3 separate regions of the Zea mays genome follow, and all the other regions are linked to region 2. Evidence: chromatin contacts called from public Hi-C data. All regions are on one chromosome and are shown on one strand. The core of a region is the stretch at or near the end of the contact, and the rest is flanking DNA. Distances in the headings are between cores, read along the strand shown.

Region 1 (4,851 bases), core at 903-3,402, 320 kb after region 2:
TCCAAGACCCCCCCAATTTGCCCGGCAACCACTGAATTTATATGTGACTGTGAAGTCCGCCTGCAGATAAGCGCGGAGAGCTTTTTGAGAGGCTCAGAACAAATGACGAAGGGCAATTCCTCGCTTAACTTCCGTCGAGTTTCCATCATAACAAACGCAAACGGCGTCATGTTGGGCGTTCAGACCTCGACCAAGACAAGTTCGACGTGGCACTGCCACCAATCCAACCGGTACCATTCCAAGCCAGCGGCTAGCCTCGATCGACGAACGGTCGCTGTACGGCTCCGCGCCTCATCATCAGCCCAATCCGTTGATGAGTCGCACCAGCCAGTGGTCCAGTGTGGCAAATGCGTGGCGCACACCTCTTGCCTTGTTGTACCCGTCGTAGCTGTCTCCCCATGTCGGCGAGAAGAAAACCGATGCCCTTGCCGCTGATACCCTTGCCGTTGACAGAAAAAATTCTTCTCTTGCGCGCATGCGAGCGTTGCACGCTGCACAGTTATTTACAGAAATGGTCTGAGCTAGTATCCGGCGCCGGAGACGATCCATCCGATCGCAGCTGACTTCACGCAACACAGAAACGCTAAACTGACAACGCCAGTTTCAAACTGCTACTGATCTGATACACGCAACCTCGTCGGCTCGAAACTAAAAAATAAAAAAAATGAAAATACGACTGCGTGACCCCGCCGGAGAAGACAGCAAGTACTAGACACTAGAAAGTTGCCCCCTGCCGCGAACCTTGGGCCTTCGCGTTTCAGGCGGCCCCGGTAAAGATAGAAAAAAATAAGAAAGAAAGAATACGTAGTAGTCTCTTGGGCCACCTGTCGCACTCTGACCTGTTGTACTCCGTACCTCCAAACTTGTCGCGACTCGAGACATCCTAATCCTAGGATATTTCTAAACATGAACGGAGATTTCCCGTACGAAGGAGGAGGACGGGGTGGGTGGATTTGGGTGTGGTTCGCTGCTGGTCCTCCGTGTGGAGTCTTGTCTTGGCCCGCCGACCGCGACGTGCGCGCAACAGGTGGCGGCCTGGCGGGGGGATTGATGGGGCGCCCAGATATTTCCGTACGAGCAGGAAGGAAAAACGTACCGCCACTGATGATTCAGCGCTGGGCGAGTGGCTGATGAATAGCTATTTGTACGCAGATGCCTCTCTGGTATTCCTATCCTAGCTAGCAGCACTACACCACTAGTTCGTGAAAACGTACTACTTGCTTGTCGGTAGTGGTACGTGCCGTGAAGTCACCTGCGTACACAAGTGAGTGACGGTTAAACCAGGTGGTTCCTCTGAAAACAAGTAGCAAATCTAACAATTAGATTTACGTTGTCTTCTGTCCGGAGATATATTTATTTTTAAACAACATTTGAATTCTGGAAGTAGACGTAGAACTGAGAGAGTAGTACACTAGTAATACCAGCTTCGCTGATCTGTCGCTTGATCCAGCTCAGCATTACACACCAGAATTTCCACACCGATAGTGGATGTGCACGCGCACCCGGAAGTAGTCCAACATTTGGTCCTGGACGAAAGTTGGACTGGGAGATGCACGCGCACCCGGTGCAGGTCGTACTGGGAGAGTGCAACGGGGACAGGATCCACACCACACGATCGTGCAATAACGGGGTTAGTTGCACATCTGTATCCACATGTGGCCAACACGAAACGTGTTCGATAAATCTGTGGCAGGCCTGCTCCACAAATACTATACAGTTTTGGATAGAAAGATAGATTATAGCCTGTGCGTAGCTCTCCTGTTGCTTGATCTCAGGTTCGCGGCAATCTGCTGGTAGGCAGAGCGTGCCGTGCGTGTACCATGATTTTTTCACAGCCGAACTGATTGATACAAGGGCGCTGGTGCGAGCTCGCCGTCGCTCAGCAGTAACGCCGGAAGAAGTTATTTGGAAGGAAAAAAGCCAACAAAGCGACATGCAGCTAAAATGGAGCAAAGGAACCATGGATGGACCACGCACCGTCCGAGCCACACCAGCCATTACCATTACGATTTACGAACAAACGCCGCCTGGCCACGACGAGAGCTCGGCAAATCCAAGCCACTGTGGCCAAGGGATGTCGATTTTTCCACTCGCGCATGGCCCAAAGCGGTGCAGGTCTATAAAACATGGGTCCCCCCCTCCGTGCTCCGGGTCCGGGCTCACTCCTGCGCGCTTCCGTTGCGATTGCGACTTTGCACCATTAACACTCCCTGCGTGCGGTGCGTCTGCTTAGGGAGGGGAAGGACAGACTCTCAACGAAGGAGAGACCTTCCCGCAGTTTCTCTCTCTCTTGCAATCCTCCTCGCCATGCTAAGGAGGTCCCGCCACGGCGGGGTCCGTCTCGGCCGGAATCTGCTCGGCCTGTGGCGGCGGGCGCTCTGCGGCCGGCGCCGGCGCCGGGGAGGCTACTGCCGCCTGCAGCAGCAGCAGCAGCCCACCTGCGCCGGCAGCGGCTGCACGCCCGGGCGCGGCGCTACCGCGAGGAAGCTCGCGCCGGTGCTGCGGTGGGGCCGGTCGCTGGCGCGGCGCCTGCGGCTCGGGTGGAGGGCCGCCGGCGGCGGGCACCGGATGCTGCCGGACGGCGACGGCGAGCCCGCGGTGAGCACGCCCAAGGGGCAGGTGGCCGTGTACGTCGGCGGCGAGGGCGAGGCGTCGCAGTCGCTGCGGTACGTGGTGCCCGTGGTGTACTTCAACCACCCCACGTTCGGCGAGCTGCTGAGGGAGGCCGAGGAGGAGTTCGGGTTCCAGCACCCGGGCGTCATCAGCATCCCCTGCCCCGCCGCGCGGTTCGAGCGGGCCGCGGCCCTCGCCGCCGCGGCCAAGAAGGGCTTCGGCAGGTGGTAGGCAGGCAGGCGGGGCGCGCGGTAGTCGTTGATTAGGGAGGGAGAGACGCCGCACGACGACGGAGGCCCCCTGACCGCCGCCGGCCGGTGGCGGAGGCGGATGATGGTGTATATGCATGCATGTGCGCTTTGCTTCAGAAACGTACGGGGCTGCCTGGCCTAGGCCTAGCTGATTTTGTTCTCTGGATTCTTGGTCCTGGTGCATCCATCCGGTTACTTGTTTCGTCCATGTCTACTGCTTCTTGTCTTCGGATTCACCCTCAGACCACTGGAAGGATTCACACAACTGTTGCTTGCTGGACGTGTGTGCTGAATTCACCACGTTTGCCAATTCCGCTAGTAGTAGTGTGTACGTATTACGGGAGCAAATGCTCTGTGTGTCCCTCTCCCTCTCTTGACTTAACTGCAAACTTCTCATCAGGTCGAGACTCGCGAGCACGTCCGGCACGGGCCACCGCCTGATCTCTCCAGTTTCGTCCCATGCCCTACCATTTGTGCTACCATGCGCCACAATCCGATGCCCGGAAAGGCGTGCCATCCAGATTCAGCGTCCTCGAACGGTGCGCCAACCACTGCACGAACCGTACACGCACGCCTTCATCATCCGTACCCCCATGCTAGGACCGATCGAGTCGGCTGTTGGTTGGAGCACGCCGTTTGCGCCGCGCAGCGCCTTTGCACGCAGCACGCCAGCGCGCCGGCCTCGCTACTAGCTAGGCACCACTTGCCGTTCTCGCTAGGAGGCTGGCGTGGTGACTGACTGACGAGGTCCGGCGAGCACAGTGCACCGCGCGCCCTGGCCCCTGGCAGCAGCCCGAGATTTCCCGGCGCCTGACGCTGTCCAGCGGCGGCTACTGTGCGCTGCCAGATTTCTACAGCAACAATCATGGGATCGTACGCGGAGGCCGCTGTCCGTTCACGGGGCAAACGCGCCGCTGATGGCTCGCAGTCGCAGTCGCAGGCGCAGGCGCAGGCGCAGGACCAGGGGAGGCAGCGGCCTGGCCCTGGCGCTCTCCCTCGCGGCTCGGGCGCACAGGCAAGGCAGATACATCCCGGCGGGCTGCAGGCGGCAGCAAAGAAAGGGCGGCGCGCGCGGTCACAGTTCCGGCGTGGGGGCTGCACGGACGCAATCATGCGGCCGCGCACCACCGCGACACGCAAGAGCAGGCCAGCCGCCAACCGGAGAGAGATAGTAGAAGATAGAGGTGTATCCCCCGCGACATCTCCCCCAGCTTTTGCCGAGAAAAGTTGTGATCGCCGTTTCGGGCCGGAGGACCACGAGCATATCGCCGTCCACAAACGCCCGGCTCACCGGATCTTCGTCCCAACAAAACAGAAAACCATATCCTGCTACTGCTATGAAGTGTATTAGGCGAAACTAGAAAAATCTGCCGTCCTTCTTTTCCGAAAAGGGAGATTACGTTGTGTTTGTAGGGCGTACGGTTCCATCGCTCCCCTCTACACCGTCTCCGTCTGTTATGCTTTAGAGCATCTTCAAACAAAGTAATTTATAAAAAATGCTTTATAATTTAAAAAATTAGTATATTTTATAAAATTTAAGACACCAACAAAACATTCTGCTTCAATAGTAAAATCTTAAATCTAGATTATATGACACCTCACTACAATGTACTCTCTCCATCCACAATATTTTTAGGTTTATTTTAAGTCAATTACTATTAACTTAAACCGGTTATATCGGATGTTTCATAAGATTTTATAATATAAAAATAAAATTACTAAATTTATCAATACTTGAACTACTATAATATATAATTATTTTAGTTTAAAATAATTTAATTTATATATATTGTTCGTCAAAGCGAAAATAGTTTGACTTAGAACAAATAAAAAACGACTAAATCATGTGGACCGATGAAGTAGTACATTTGAGGCACTTGAGATGGTGCCCTATAATTTTTGACCAAATTTTATGAAATAAGATATTGTTAGAGTAGTTTTTTCTACGTAGAGTCTTATATTTTATTTTGAGACACTAGTTTGAGAC
Region 2 (4,428 bases), core at 101-2,600:
GCGTTGCACGCAGGCAAGAAAGCACCTGGAGCATCCCGAGGAGTTCGGCAAGCTGGTGGACCCGAGGCTGCAGAGCGTGAACCAGGAGAGCCTGGGCATCGTCTGCAACGTGGTGAACCTGTGCATCGACCTGGAGCCGTCGCGGCGGCCCTCCATGAGCATGATCGCGGCCATCCTGGAGGAAGGCATCGAAGCGTCGGCGGCCACCTTGCTCAGGAATTCGTCTCTGGCCTGGGCCGAAGCCGAGCTGGCCATCTCCTAGAACCTAGATACCCTCTTTGCATGTTTTGCTGCACTTGCTAGACTGTATGTTTGGACAGTGACGATGGTTTAACCCGTTGTTACTCCGTTTGGCATTGTTATTTCTCTCCCTTTTTTGGAGAGAGAAATGGCTCACAGATCTGAATTCAAAATGACTCAAGTTTTGATTTCATCAGCGCGAGGAGATGCATTTTTATCTTTTCAAATAGAGGGAGCATTTTCTTTTTTTAGGTACAGAAAATCAGAGGGAGGGGGCTAGACAAAAGACTGCTACAATAGATCGATGACACAGAGTATAATACAATCATAATATAGAGAGGTTCGAATTGGGTAGTAGCCTATGTTGTTCTTTGTATGGTAGATGTTTAGATGCAAACATGGACAAAACTTACATATGTGGAGGCGCAGGAGAGCATGCTTCTGTCTCCAACTTAGCCGAGCTCTTTGGCCCATGTTCTCCAGTGAAGCACGATTCGTCATCGTCGATCTTTCCTTCTCTCACGGCGGCCTGCACGACTGTCGACTCCTTAGTGTGTCAGGACACTAGAGCAAACATCGTAGTCTTCTTTGGCGAGATGCCCAAAAGGAGATCTGGCGTTGTACTGGTCATCGCGGGTCATCTCCAGATAATCTTGTCTTTAGCCTCCTGTTATGACTGGACACAATATGTACGCGGATCAGAAAAAAAAGGACAAATTCTTCAATTTGGCGTTGTAGTGATATTCCTTCTCAGGGTCTTAATTCAGGTGGCGCTTGTGTGCGACGACCCTCAAGAGAACAATACTTTGGACCTGAAAAGGCAGATCCCAATTTCCTACAGATTCTGGAATCTGGCTGGCGGCTGCTACCATAGCAGGTCCTTAGTCCTTTTGTTCCATCTTGCCCTGTTTTTTTCCCTCTCCAGCCACAACTGCCGGCGAAATGGCACAGGCACCATTTGCTCGCAACAAAGCCACAGGCACCAATCAAGAAAGCGGACAAAGATGAGAGGGGAGCTATCCTGTCCCCGCTCCTCATCTCCTCAATCCTCTCGCCGCCAGAAAGTAACACTTCTGCACTCTAGAGCAGAGGAGAAACGCATCCTGGCCAAGTACGCCTCTATCCGAAGCCAAACCACACGCACACGCCGCGCCAGCCTCACGCTCTCACCCATGTTTTGTGCGCGCACGCGTCCTGCTTCTTCTCGCCAACGACAAGCCGCACGCAGCGTCTCGCCAGCTAGCTGATCATGAGCAACGGCGACACGCTCGACAAGCTGGTGGTGTTCCTGGCGAAGCGCGACGGCATCGACAAGCTGGTCAAGACGTTCCAGTACGTGTCCAAGCTGGCGCACTGGGGCGCCGAGTCTTCGCTCCCGGAGCTCGCGCAGCGCGCCAAGAGCTGGGAGACGGCGTCCGGGCTGAGCCGCAAGGCGTTCCGGTCGGGCCGCTTCCTGGCCGGGTTCAACGCGCTGCGCCGCGGCCCGGTCCCGGTCCCGGGGGAGCTCGGCGCGCTGGCCGTGCTGGCCAACGCCGGCGAGATGGTCTACTTCTTCTTCGACCACTTCACGTGGCTGTCCCGCGCGGGCGTGCTCGAGCCCTGGCTGGCGCGCCGGGCCAGCTTCGTGTCGGCCTTCGGCGAGGCCGTCGGCTACGTGTTTTTCATCGCCATGGACTTCATCATGATCAGGCGGGGCCTGCGGCAGGAGAGGGAGCTGCTGAGGGAAGGCGCCAAGGACGCCGCGGAGAAGGAGGTGCGGAGGATCCGGGTGGACAGGGTGATGCGGCTCATGGCGACGGCGGCCAACGCCGCCGACCTGATCATCGCCGTCGCGGAAACCGATCCCAACCCGTTCTGCAACCACGCCGTCACGCTGGGGATTAGCGGCCTCGTGTCAGCGTGGGCTGGCTGGTACAGAAACTGGCCCTCGTGAACTGGGCCGCTTCGGCCTACATGTGCATATTTTTCATTCACTTATTTAACTGCGGCTGCGATGCATGATGATATTGCCAGATTTGAACCTTTTCTATCTCCAGCAATAACCTTTAAGGCCTAATTTGAAAACTTAAATCATCTTTGAGATTTGAGGAGTAAGAGTGTATTTGTTTCCCTTCTAGATTATATAAGTTAGATTATGGTGAAAGAATATAAAAGTAAAATATCACATTGTGCCACAAAATAAGCTGAAATAAGCTAGTACTGGGTAACTTATTTGTAATCTCAATTTCACCATAATCCAAATTATATAATTTAGAGGGAAACAAATAAGGCCTAAATCAGTATATAAGGGTTTTATGGAGTGTTTGGTTTACTAAGTACTAACATCACCGTGGAAAATGTCAAATTTACATCTTAATCATGTTTCATATAGACTCTGTATTTAGTTATTTTTATTTCTAACTCATATCAAAATTGATTTGCTGTATTTTTCTCAGTTTATTGCTCTGAATTTACTACTTACAAGGTCCAATGTTGGAATTGTCTACCGCTTCTCTCCCATCATTATTGTGGTGTTTTTACTTTTTGATTAGGGCGATCGCGTAATATATAGTACATTGGATTTATATGGCTTCCTATTTTGATAAGGGGGTGTTTGGTTCCACCAACTGATATTCCAATATTTGGTATAACACAAGCTAAACTTTAGTCAGAAAACTAAACGCATAGGTCAGTCATGCTTGCCAAATTGCTCCACGAGCCCTCTTGCATTCTTTACCTGCGGACTGGCATTGCAAGTTGCTATGGCATCGTACTCGCTCGTATTTAGCTGCACAAGTGGGCCGCAGCCCTGCACCAGCACAAACGAAGCAGATGAGGAGAGCCTTTGAGCATGAGCTAAAGTCATAAAGCTGACCCGGGGTCCATACACCAATCATTACTTCATTAGGCTAACCACAATCACTCAATCACAGCCAACGAATCCACGAATTACCAGTCATTAGGCTCGGACAGCTGGCTCCAACGTTTCTGAGGCTGAGTTCACAGTTCATCCTTTCTATCTTCCAGTGACCTCAGTCTGACTCTGACGAACGTGGACCACGCAAATTCTGCAGCACATTGAACCTCGTCCTGCCTTTCCAGCGGGAGACAAAGGCCGCCAGCTCATGTTCAGCTCACCACTCCACACGTGCGAAGCCACACCGGTTGTCCGTACGCGCATCCATCATCCATTCATTTTTTTTTTATCATTGGTTTTGCAGCCTTGCTCGCCTGCAAAAACTGCCTGCTACTGTACTCGTCGTGCTATTTTTTTTATCCAAAAGAAACCTATGGCTCCAGCTTCAGAAAATCCACTTGCTTTCCTGTGCAGGTGCAGCAGCAATCGACAAGGTGGTGTTTTTTTTAAGACCTGCATCAAGGCTCGAATGCGATTGCTCTCCGGCGTTGGACGGGCAGATCTCGGAATTCGGAAACGGACCTGCAACAGCATCAGCACGACAATGATTCACCAACAAGTGTGCCAAAGCTTCGCGTCTGTTTACTGCTGTCTCCCTGTTGCTAGCAACCCGTGGAGTCCTTTTCGATCTTGGCAAGAACGCAGGTTCCCATAGCGCTTGACAGACAAATTGAGACAGAAGAAGATACAAAAACTACAAAAAAAAAAAAGCGAGATGTATCACTAAACATACAACTACGTGGCACTGAACAACACACGGGTGGCAGTGGCTCTGTACAAGACTACAAGTACAAGCAGGACATGCAAAGCTACGTCTAGCTAGCGGTCTAGGTAATGCATGATACAGGTGGAGAGGAGAGTGGAAGCATCACCGGCGAGACAGCGAGTCCCACAGGTCCGTGCAGCGGCGGCGGGCGAACCCGACGCGGCCGGCGTCGACGTCGTACACCACCTCGAAACCCTGCTGCTGAAAGTTGCCCAGCGTGCCGGCGGGTCCATCACCCTCCTCACCGGACGCGTCTCCGCCGTTCATCAGCATGAGGCACCCCACGTCGTCCTTCCTCGTCCCGGCCCCTGCGTCCTCGCTCTTGAACCCCATGAAGTAGTTCCTCCGGGGCAGCGCCACCGTGGCATTGCCCCGGAAGTGCAGCGCCAGCGGCGGCACGCCTCGGTCCGACGCGGCGTAGCGGTAGCAGGGCGTGAGCCCCGTCTGTTCCTCCGCGCGCTCGGCGCGCGCGAACCCTGCCGCGGCCATCGCGCGGGCGAACGCCTCGGCCACCCGCGCGTACATC
Region 3 (4,805 bases), core at 1,221-3,720, 300 kb after region 2:
ACAGTTATTTGTTTTACCGAGGTTCGGTTCTTGCAAACCTACTCCCCGTTGAGGTGGTCACAAAGACCGGGTCTCTTTCAACCCTTTCCCTCTCTCAAACGGTCACCTAGACCGAGTGAACTTTTCTCCTTAATCAACGGGTCACTTAGACCCCTTACAAGGACCACCACAACTTGATGTCTCTTGCTTGATTACAAGTTGCTTGAGAATAAGAATGGAGGAAGAAGAAAAGCGATCCAAGCGACAAGAACTCAAATGAACACAAATGTCTTTCTCTCACAAGCCACTAAGTCTTTGGAATGAGTTTGGGACTTGGAGAGGATTTGATCTTTTGTTTTGTGTCTTGGAGTGAAGTCTAGAGCTCTTGTATTGAATGCAATGTCTGAAAACTTGGATGCCTTGAAGTGGTGGTGGTTGGGGGTATTTATAGCCCCAACCACCAAACCAACCATTGGGGTTGGGCTGCTGTCGATGGGCGCAACGGATAGTCCGGTGCGCCAGCCACGTCACCCAACCGTTAGGGTTCAACCGTTGGAGCTCTGACAGCTTGGGGCACCAGATCGTCCGGTGCCGCATCGGACAGGTACTGTTCATTGTCCGGTGCGCATTCTGGCGCCTGCTCTGACTCTGCGCGAACTGTCCGCGCACTGTAGCGCTTTTCAGGTTTCCGTTGGAGTCGACCGTTGCGCTGTAGCCGTTGCTCTGCTGGCACACCGGACAGTCCGGTGCTACACGGACAGTCCGGTGAATTATAATGGAGTGACTTTTCTAGAAACCCGAAGGTGAGGAGTTGGAGTTGATCCACCCTGGCGCACCGGACACTGTCCGGTGGCGCATCGGACAGTCCGGTGCGCTAGACCAGGGCAACCTTCGGTTTCTTTGGCTCCTTTCTTTTTTAACCCTAACTTGGACCTTTTTATTAGTTTGTGTTGAACCTTTGACACCTGTATAACTTATAATCTAGAACAAACTAGTTAGTCCAATTATTTGTGTTGGGCAATTCAACCACCAAAATCATTTAGGAAAATGTTTTTCTCTATTTCCCTTTCAGAGAAGACGATAATCCTCGTCGAAGATTTATCTACGTGGGAAATGAAAATGGGAAAAGTGTGCCCTGCGAGCGTCTGTGGGAGTTTTGTTGTCGCAGGGACAGGGATGTAGGGACGAAGGCAGCGGTGGGGTGGGCGGGGCTCGAGCCCCCTACCGCTGTCGAGCCTATGGAGCCCCACTAGAGCCTCTCCTAAGATTTTTAGTGTACACATATAATATAGAATAGACTCTATATTACTGTGATTTAGTTCAGTCCCTCCTATTTTTTTCTTACTCCGTCCTTAAAGGATGGAAAGCTATTCCTCGACGAGAAATTCATCGTTGTCATCCCTTCCCTATCCATGTCCCTCGACGTCATATATTTCGATAAAGTAATAGCTTACAACGATACATAATCCGACAAAAAAATATTAGCGCACAACAATCACCTAACACAACACTAAACTCGGAATCCGGAGCGTCTACTCCTATCATTCGGTTGTTCTTATCCCACTGCCTCCAAAGGCGCATGTGGTGGCAGATAATCGCTTGCCAATGGGGGATCCATGTCCTATATTGTGTTGTAGAAGAATCTGAATGAGCGGTGGAGGCTAGAAAAAGATGAAAAAAATTAAGTGTTAATATAAGATGACAACAAGGAGAACAAGATAGTGCCTGTTGTGGTTTCATCATTAGTTACCTATAAAGAGGCAAATCTTATTTTTATCAAATTAGACATGTGGAAGAAAAACAAATTTAGACCCTTCATAGACGACACACGCAGCTCTTTGAAAGGAGATAAGAAGGGATGAGTTTATTTATTTTACAACAATGTGTTTACCTTTTGGTTAGACACGCGCGTGTTGTATGTGATGTGATCTTTTTCTTTCTTATTTTTCCAATTTAATAACTTTATCTCTTCTATATATACATATTTTGATAGTATTTTTTTATAATTCAAGAAAGTTCGACTTATACATAACTTAAAACTTGTTTCAGGATGAGGAGTAGGGTTGGAAACGAGAGATGAGCCTAGCTCGACTAGGCTCGGTCAACTAATGAGTTAGGCTCGACTCGATTGTATTGAGAGTTCTGAACATATTTTTATCATGTATAAAATAAAAAATATGTACAAAAATCCAATACCATATTTTTAACTATATCTAGCGTTAGATCCAAAAAAAAAGAAAATAAATAATATAGAAATGTAAAAGTGTCATAACATAGCACTACATAATCTGACATGTTTGTGAGTCGGCTCGAACTCGTCCAGACTCAGCTTGCTAAGCGAGCCATAAAATTAATCTTGGTTTAAGCTCATTCAATCTTGTGAACTTCTCCGAGTCGAGAATGAATGGGCCCGAGCCAAGCCTCGATTTTTTTTGAAGCAGATGGAAAGAGTATATTAGAGAAAAGAAGGAAGTAAAAGAAATAAGAAAATAACGATATTGCGTGAAAAGGAACGGGACATAGAAAACGGCCCAGCCGAAGCCCCGTGTGGGTGCGCTCCCCCTAGCCCGGACAATCCCGAACGCCCGGACTGGGCTTACGGCCGGATCGCCGCCGCCATTCACCCTCCCGCTCTCTTTCCCCCTGTCTTTGCGACGACTGGGCTACCGACGCCGACGCCCTCGCAGGTGCGCAGGTCTTCTTCGAGTCCTTCGCCGGCGACGAGCACCCTCTAGTATTTTCCCCTTCTCTTCCCTTCCTGCTTTGCGAAACAGAGCACCCAAACCCAATCCTTAATGCCTACTAACTTCGATTTTTTTTCAATTTTCTGTTCGGTATCCTTACTGGTTCCGCCTCCTGAGTAGAAGGTTGATATCGAGGCGTAGTGATGGTCGTTGTCGTTGGGTCCTTCCATTTGGTGCTAATCTGTCTGGGCGGTGGAACCCCTGGACATTGTTATCGAGCTCAAGTTTAACCCTATCAATTTCAGGTCGAGTACTCGAGTGTGTGCTGTTGCTCTTTGTATACTTCCATCTGGTGTTAATCTGTATGGTACTGGAATCTCTGAGCCTCTGAAGTTGGTTTTTCTTGCATAAGTTTAACTGCAACGATCTGAGATTGAGTGACATTTTTGGTTTCTGCATGTATGCTATTATTGTAGTTTCATATCATCTTCAGTGACGATATGGCAGCCAGGAAAGTAGCAGAAAAAGTTGCGGCTTTTTTTATTCCGGTGTTTTTTTTAACCTTGTCCCTTGTTTTTATCATTTAGGTTTCTGGCACCTACTCATTCTGAATGGCGGACCTTACAGACATCGGTTGCTGCTGTTGCTTTAGCTTTTTAAGGAAGCCCAGTGTACCTGTATGTGAACATCAGGATGCTGATGGCATGTTAACTGAAGATTTACTGAAGCGTCAATCAGCTGAAGATCATGATGGAAGTTTCTACACTGGAGATGATCCTGGGGATGATCTTGATAGAAGCTTCTACAATGGAGATGATCATGATAGAAGCTTCTACGATAGAGATGATTCTGACTATCTTGACGGAAGTGATGATGGACCATCAAGGAAGAGTTCTGAAGATATTATACAGTTAAGAGCTCAAAATGGCTTTGCATGTAGAGAGGTCCCAGTTAAAGAGACTAAAAAAGTATTTCGCTCAGAGGTAGCTCTTTAAGGTTTCAGTTTTTTGTCCACCTGTCTCTTTACTTGCATTTCCATATTTGATTTGAAACAATGTCTATTTAGATTCCACCTAATCTTGCCCACTGTATGCATGGGCTAGTCCAACTTCTCATAAGAACCTGGCGTATATCATATAAAAAACTAGACCAACTTATGAGGAACTAGGTGGCATTTCATAAGAAGAAAATAGGCACCCAAACTCACCTCGACGAAAACTTGAACCTGGGAGGCATACATCCACATCCTTGTCCAACTGAGGTAGCTCAGCTTTCTGGCTTATACCATATCAGGCAACTGACATGTCACATCTCCCATTAGTTTTGAATTTTGATGTTAAGTTTGTCTTTTGGAAAAAGAAAGACTTGATCTATCAGAAGGGTCTTTGCGCGCTTAGTATTTGCACATATTCTTGCTAAAAATGAGCTGTTATTCATGTCCATCAGTAGTTATAGAATGCATACTGGCTAAACATTTTTGCCACAAAAACTCAGAGCTGTACATTGTAGCATTCCAACAATTTTGCCCCTCTTCAAGTGAACACTGGTGATGGAGTGTGATAGGTGCATTGTTTTTACATTTTTGGGTGCCGAATAAATTTTGTCTCTCTTGGAACTAAAAGGCTTTGTTATTGTTGTTATTTCAAAACTATAAAGAAGTAATGTGTCTTTTCCGGCATCTTAAACAACCTGTGCATCCTTCTTGTTGCATGATAGGAAAAGCCTGTTTTTACTTCCCCAACAAAATCTCACTTCATATAACATTTGAGAATAATTCCAAAGCATAACTCTGCATTGGTTTCACTGTTCTGATTAACAATCCAAGAGCTTGGTTGGGTTTATTTCCTGCTTAGTTCTAACAACTGGCTTTTGTATGCCAAATGAAGGTAGCAAGTTGTATGAGAGAAGTTAGTTTTTGCAATTTGCATTGAACATTACAATAATGTTGTTACTTTTGACATGTTAAGGATGAAAATGGTAATAAGATGGTCAACCAATATGTCCACTTGGGAAAGATCGGTTCTGGAAGCTACGGAAAAGTGGTAAGGTACCCTGGATATATTGTTTTTTTTTTTCAAATAGATGTTTAGATTCCTTTTGCTTTGCTGCTAAACAGGTTCTGTACAGAAACATTAAAGATGG

What was found. Hi-C and Micro-C count contacts between places; a contact is called where the count stands out from the background.
Region 1: a contact with region 2 is called in a Hi-C map of ear, with 2.9 times the contacts expected there. The contact joins the promoter of LOC103646147 here to the promoter of LOC100280450 in region 2. A contact is called at or near these places in 5 of 25 Hi-C or Micro-C datasets (ear, leaf, leaf mesophyll and 1 more).
Region 3: a contact with region 2 is called in a Hi-C map of ear, with 2.6 times the contacts expected there. The contact joins the promoter of LOC103646148 here to the promoter of LOC100280450 in region 2. A contact is called at or near these places in 5 of 25 Hi-C or Micro-C datasets (ear, leaf and tassel) and 1 of 3 datasets of contacts at active chromatin or transcription factors (leaf).

The regions. Positions count from the first base shown.
Region 1 is chr2:24,068,187-24,073,037 of Zm-B73-REFERENCE-NAM-5.0, reverse strand. It overlaps LOC103646147, which reads left to right and starts at 2,152. Exons shown (of 1, transcript NM_001330657.1): 1 at 2,152-3,010. The coding sequence starts at 2,308. The coding sequence ends at 2,844.
Region 2 is chr2:24,392,422-24,396,849 of Zm-B73-REFERENCE-NAM-5.0, reverse strand. LOC100280450 (peroxisomal biogenesis factor 11 family protein) reads left to right here and starts at 1,350. Exons shown (of 1, transcript NM_001153370.1): 1 at 1,350-2,310. The coding sequence starts at 1,490. The coding sequence ends at 2,173. LOC103648480 (probable LRR receptor-like serine/threonine-protein kinase At1g63430) reads left to right here. Exons shown (of 13, transcript XM_020548223.3): 13 at 14-436. The coding sequence ends at 262. It overlaps LOC100280605 (pepsin A), which reads right to left. Exons shown (of 1, transcript NM_001153523.2): 1 at 3,783-4,428. The coding sequence ends at 4,005.
Region 3 is chr2:24,093,281-24,098,085 of Zm-B73-REFERENCE-NAM-5.0, reverse strand. It overlaps LOC103646148 (serine/threonine-protein kinase GRIK1), which reads left to right and starts at 2,470. Exons shown (of 11, transcript XM_020548220.3): 1 at 2,470-2,713; 2 at 2,844-2,968; 3 at 3,251-3,646; 4 at 4,631-4,705; 5 at 4,780-4,805. The coding sequence starts at 3,275.